Linked DNA regions of Sus scrofa: region 2 is linked to region 1. Evidence: chromatin contacts called from public Hi-C data. All regions are on one chromosome and are shown on one strand. The core of a region is the stretch at or near the end of the contact, and the rest is flanking DNA. Distances in the headings are between cores, read along the strand shown.

Evidence for each region. Hi-C and Micro-C count contacts between places; a contact is called where the count stands out from the background.
Region 2: a contact with region 1 is called in a Hi-C map of embryonic fibroblasts, with 2.1 times the contacts expected there. The contact joins the enhancer-like site here to the promoter of LOC110261697 in region 1. A contact is called at or near these places in 1 of 5 promoter capture datasets (fetal liver), 18 of 47 Hi-C or Micro-C datasets (alveolar macrophages, brain, embryonic fibroblasts and 12 more) and 1 of 2 datasets of contacts at active chromatin or transcription factors (skeletal muscle).

What each region holds. Positions count from the first base shown.
Region 1 is chr7:2,247,080-2,249,836 of Sscrofa11.1, forward strand. It overlaps LOC110261697 (collagen alpha-1(III) chain-like), which reads left to right and starts at 1,300. Exons shown (of 3, transcript XM_021099999.1): 1 at 1,300-1,741; 2 at 1,828-2,535. The coding sequence starts at 1,300. It overlaps PXDC1 (PX domain-containing protein 1), which reads right to left and starts at 1,907. Exons shown (of 6, transcript XM_001928852.5): 1 at 1,046-1,907. The coding sequence starts at 1,301.
Region 2 is chr7:2,350,765-2,353,464 of Sscrofa11.1, forward strand. LOC102161744 (a long non-coding RNA gene) reads right to left here. Exons shown (of 4, transcript XR_001297664.2): 4 at 1-2,700. Among named protein-coding and RNA genes, the nearest start is that of PRPF4B, 30 kb to the right of the region's middle. Within about 2 kb of position 1,412, at least 11 of the 83 cell types and tissues checked have an H3K27ac peak or open chromatin away from gene starts, as enhancers often do. A contact at or near this core is called in embryonic fibroblasts and skeletal muscle, where this site is marked.

The DNA.
Region 1 (2,757 bases), core at 50-2,549:
AATTAAAAATATAATAACTCACACAGCCAAGGAGTAAATCAAGGTAAACTGCTGCCCTGCTTGAAACGCTACTGAACCACCCCCAGAGCAGCCACAAGTGCCAGGCCAGGAGCAGGCGGTCTCACTCAGGGCCTGCAAACCCTCTGGCTTCGGGAACCTGTCCAAGTGACGCATCTGCCAGAGGATGTGTCATGAGAATGAGCTAATTATCCACAGAATTCACAGGCTGGGGTGAGGCTGTCACCAGGGGGGCTGGAGACCGCAAGACCTCAGGCAGACAGGCAGCTTCGGAGACCCTCGGTAAATGGGGACCCTCCGTAAACTATGTCTCTTCAGGAAGTGCCCCCAAAAGTGCCCAGGCCCTGCTTAAAGGACGGCTCTGGGAGGCGTCACAGAGTCTCAGAGCTGCAGGTGGCCGCACAGGTGTGGTGGGGGGCTGACCCAGTCCCTCCTTCTCAACCTCGGGTCTGGCTTCCTCCCCTCCAACCTCCTCTCCGCGGCCTCCAAACGCCAGCCCGCGAGTAGGAAGTGGGAAGCCACCCAGTTCTCTGAAACTCGAGTCCCCAAGAGCCAGGAAAGTCACAAGGCTCGGGAGGAGGCGGCCAGGGTTAATCAAACCCGAATGCGGACGCACCCCGCGGGGCCCCTCCTGGAATGACAGAGGCCACGTGGCACCTCGCACGTCGGTCAGCAGGGACAAGGGGCGCGGCCCTGCCCGGCTAGGACCGCGAAGGGGCTGCCAGACACGGCGCGACCCCCGCCGGACGCTGCGCTGAACTCTCCCAAACGTCCCCCCGCCCCTCCTGCCGCGGCCAGCGCTGGACGGTGGTTGACCTTGGTGATGGTCAAGGCAACCAGCCTCGGCCAGGGGCCACGGTGCCGATGTGCGGATTCCTGCCGCTGCCACTGCGGCCCGGGCGCCCCTCGCCTGGGGGAAGGCGGAGCCCCTCTCCCTGCACGTCGAAGGAGCCCGCACCCTCCCCCCGGTCCCCGACTCCCACCCAGTGCCCCGAGAGCCCAGCCCCGAGGCCGGGCCCGCGCCCACCTTGGCGCAGCGGCGCGCGCGCCAGCTCCGGCCGGTCCTCGGGGAAGGCGTCGCGGAGGCGCTGCCACAGGCGGCCCAGGTCGGCCAGGCTGCGGTGCAGGTACAGCACGCTGCGGTCCGACCACTCGGTGCGGATCTCGAAGAACTCCTCCTCGTCGCCGCGCCGGCTGACGATGAGCCTGCGGATGCCGTTCACCCAGCAGCCGCGCACGAACATGTTCACGAGCGACGTGCCCTCAAACACCGCCGAGGCCATGCCGCGGGCCGCGCATGCCCCGGCCGGCAGGGGGCGCGCCCGCCCGGGCCGGGGGCAGCCCGGGGCCGGGGTCCGCCCAGAGTCCGTCGGGCGCCTGTATCTGCCCGGGATCTGCGCGGAGCCGGGGTCAATCCAGGGCCGGGGTCCGCCCGAAGTCCGTCCGGCGCCGGGATCGGTCCGGGATCTGCGCGGAGCCGGGGTCTGCCCGGCCTGGGGTCGGTCCGGCGCCGGGGTCCGTCCGAGGTCTGTCCAGAGTCGAAGAGACCTGGGATCTGTCCGGAGCCGGAGTCGGTCAGGGTCTGCCCGGGCTCAGTCCCGGGCTGGCGCCCCTCCGAGGTCTACTTGGGGCCGGGGTCCGTTTGGGCTCCGTCCGGAGACCGGGTCGGTAGGAGGCCTGCTCGAGTCCGGGTCCGTCCCGGCCCGGGGTCGCGGCGGAGCGGGTCTGCGGATGTCGGCCGGGCCTCCGCGCGCTCTCCCGGAGGGCGAGGCTACGAGCGGCGGGGCCGGCCGAGCCGAGGCTTATAAGGCACTTCCCATCGCGGGCGGCGCGGTCGCCGACGTCGAGGCCGCGGCCGCCTCCGCCTTCCCCGCCTCCAGGCAAGAGGACACGCCGCGCGCGGAGGGGTGGCCTGGCCGCCGCGCCCCGCGCCGCCTCCCGAGCCCGCGCTGCTGGGGCCGCGGGGACCCCCGGCCGCCGGGCGGGGCGGAAACCCCAGCGCCGGCCCCGCCTCCCGCCTCCCCCCTCCGCTCCGGGTCCCGAGCCGCCGGCCCGGACTGGACGAGACTGGGGGTGGGAGGGCCGGCCGGCCTGTGCCCGCCGGGTTCCTGGGGAGACTCTTGTCTTTCCGTTTCTCGATCCTGCGCGCCCCACCCGGCCCGCGAGGGGGTGGCAGTGGCACGTGTGCGGGCGGGGGGCGAGGGCGGGGCGCACGGGCTCCGGGGACTTGGCGCCGGGACCGTCTGCCAGGTTCTCCACTGCGCGCCGCCCCCCCATCCACCCTGGGCCGGGCCGGGCTGGGGCGGCCCCCGCCCCGCGGCCCCCGCGCATTCCAGTCGCGCCGCTGCCTGGCCTTGGCCCGGACGCGGCTGGAGACAGACGGGGACGCGGCGGGACAGACAGGCCCGCGCCAGCCAGCCGAGGGGCCGCCCTCCAAAAGGAGAGGGGACCTCCCTGCTGAGAAGTGGGACCGACCCGCGGTGGGAAAGAGCATCCCCGCGGCAGCGGGGGCCCTAGGTGAGCGAGGGGATTTCGGAAGCGGACCCGGGGAAGCCGCCCGCCTGCAGAACTCTGGTTCACAGCGGCCTGCTCCTCACGCTGTTCCTAATTGGGAAGAAATTTCGAACGATAGGTCCAGAATCGGAAGTTAGTTCAAGAACTGCAAGTTGGTTCCAGAGGCTGCAGGGACCTCACCCCGCCCCAGGCGGTGGAGAAAGAGCCTGGGCGCAGAAAGGACTG
Region 2 (2,700 bases), core at 162-2,661, 100 kb after region 1:
CAACACGCACGTCCATGCCGAGGCGCTGTTGGCCAGGCATGACTCGTTCGCCTCTGGGTATCTAAGTAGGGTGTGTCAACAGGTTCCTCAAAAAAAACCACAAAACGAATAAACCCCAGCACGGGAAAGCAGACCCAGATGCAGGCAACTGAGATCTTTCCCCAAAGCCGCTGAAGCAAGCAGGGTGCTCACTGGCGCCGTTTGAAGGCTAACCAATTGGCAGGTAAACTATTCGCTGGCATCGTGGCAGCTGCCCCGAGAAAGTGTGACATCATCCTGAACGCCAAGCAAACAGAGCAGGCCTCTCCGAAGGCCAAGGCAGGAGCTCCCGTCCTGGCTCAGTGGAAATAAATCTGACTAGCATCCATGAGGACAGAGGTTCGATCCCTGGCCTCGCTCAATGGGTTAAGGATCCGGCGTTGCCGTGAGCTGTGGTGTAGGTCACAGACGCGGATCAGATCTGGTGTTGCTGTGGCTGTGGTGTAGGCTGGTAGCTACAGCTCTAAAGAGATCCCCTAGCCTGGGAACCTCCATATGCCGCAGGAGTGCCCTAAAAAAAGACCAAAAAAAAAAAAAAAAAAAACCACTTCGAAATTGTTTTAAAAAACAAAACAGGAGTTCCCGTCGTGGCGCAGTGGTTAACGAATCCGACTAGGAACCATGAAGTTGCGGGTTCGGTCCCTGCCCTTGCTCAGTGGGTTAAGGATCCGGTGTTGCCGTGAGCTGTGGTGTAGGTTGCAGATGCGGCTCGGATCCCGCGTTGCCAGTGGCTACAGCTCCTATTTGACCCCTAGCCTGGGAACCTCCATATGCCGCGGGAGCGGCCCAAGAAATAGCAACAACAGCAACAACAAAAAGACAAAAAGACAAAAAACAAAAAAACAAAAAACCAATTTAATTGCCGGTTGGCATTTTTTTAGTATTAACATGTTGGCCAATGTCTTTCTGAGGCAAAAGGCTCATTCCAGATACATAAATGTTATTGTGTTCATTACAACTTAGACTAATAATCCTAGAAAATGTGCCTACGAATAAAAATAAAGGGTATGCGGGCTGAGGCCCCTTATCTTTTGGTTCCGCAGTGAAGCCAGCCTGGGGATAGGATGTGCATAAATCTGCTTACACAATAAGGAAGCTGCCTGGGGCTGGACGAGAGCGCGGTCAGCCTGGCCGTCCTGCTCTGCCTAATCCAAGTGCAGTCAGCGAGGGAAGCGCTGAACGTTTAAGCCACAGTCTTTCACAGACTCCCCTTGATTCTGTGCCAGCCCTGCCGGTGCCAGGCTTTGTTGGGTTAAGCCCTGCATAGACGTTCTTTCCTGAGCGTAAAAGAAGCAGGCTATGCGAGAACAAAATAGCAGGACAGGAGGGCTGGAGAAGAGGAAGCGGGAACACAAAAGCAGGGCTTTGTCCTTCATCCCCGGAGAACATCAACGGATGGAGAGGTGATTCATGAAGCAGACACGCTTTGGGCGCACAGTTTGGAAATCTACGCTACTTAGTAACTGCATCAAGGGATTAAATAGTAGCTTGCACATGAACCCATTAAAATGAAAACACATTATACACAGTAATCTTTCCTAATGTATCTGTAATCGAAACTTGAGACAGTCTGCACGTAAGAAGTTGAATGATGCATTCCTTTAGCCAACAAATGTATCACTGGTGTTTTTATAAAAAGACAAGGAAGCAAAATGTATGTTATCTACGAGGACAGCTACAAAATGACAAATAAGGAAGAACATTTATAAATACTAGCATGTAAATTCAAGATACATACAAAAACCTGTACACTAATTTACATAGTATGAACCCCAATTGGTAAGAAAAAAGGAATTATGGATGGTAAAATACTCGTAAAAGTATCTAGAAGTTAAGATTACAGAGTTTTCCTTTTTAGTGTTATTTTATGTTTCAGCCACAAGCATTTATAAATTAATAATAATTACATATTAGTGATAATTTACCTCTGAAATTGGTCAGGGGAGGGGAGGAGATACCAAAGAAAAAGAGGAAAAGAGAGAGAATTTGAGCCTCAAGCAAAACAGGGGTGACACCAGGTGGGAAAGTCACTAAATGCTTGATGATCAGCCACCAGCCAAGCTTTCTGCACTCAGACCAGCAGTTAATATTCAAATTAAGCTTTTTGTATTCTCATTGAGAAATACAGTATAAGTTAACCACGACTCTGACTTTCTAAAAAGCTGCACTACTTTTCCATAATTTGGCCTTAGCATTAATTCTGAGATGGTCTTTCTCTAGCTCACCCCCCCCCACCGCATCCCACTTGAAATTATCTCACGAGGCTAAATTCAAAGGCATCTGTGCAAAGGCTTTGCAACACCCCGAAAAGCGCCGGAGTGTGCACAGCTGGACCAGGCTTGAGAGGAAGCGTGATAAGCACACCGACTGTTCCGAGGAAAAGTGAGTTTTACTTCTGCTCCCTGTCAGTGAAAGTGCATGTGTTTATTACAACGTGTTGACATGAAACTTTATACTTTAAAAACTGAACAGTATTTTTTGGTTTTTGTTTTTAATTTTCTAGTTGACTTCCAAGGTTGGATTAGTTTCAGGTGTACAGCAAAGTGAATCAGATATATATATACACACACCCATTCTTGTTTCACATATTACACACCACTGAGTAGTGTCCCCGGAACACTCTTTTTGAACACAGTCCTTCTGAATGCAGTATTGACTGTT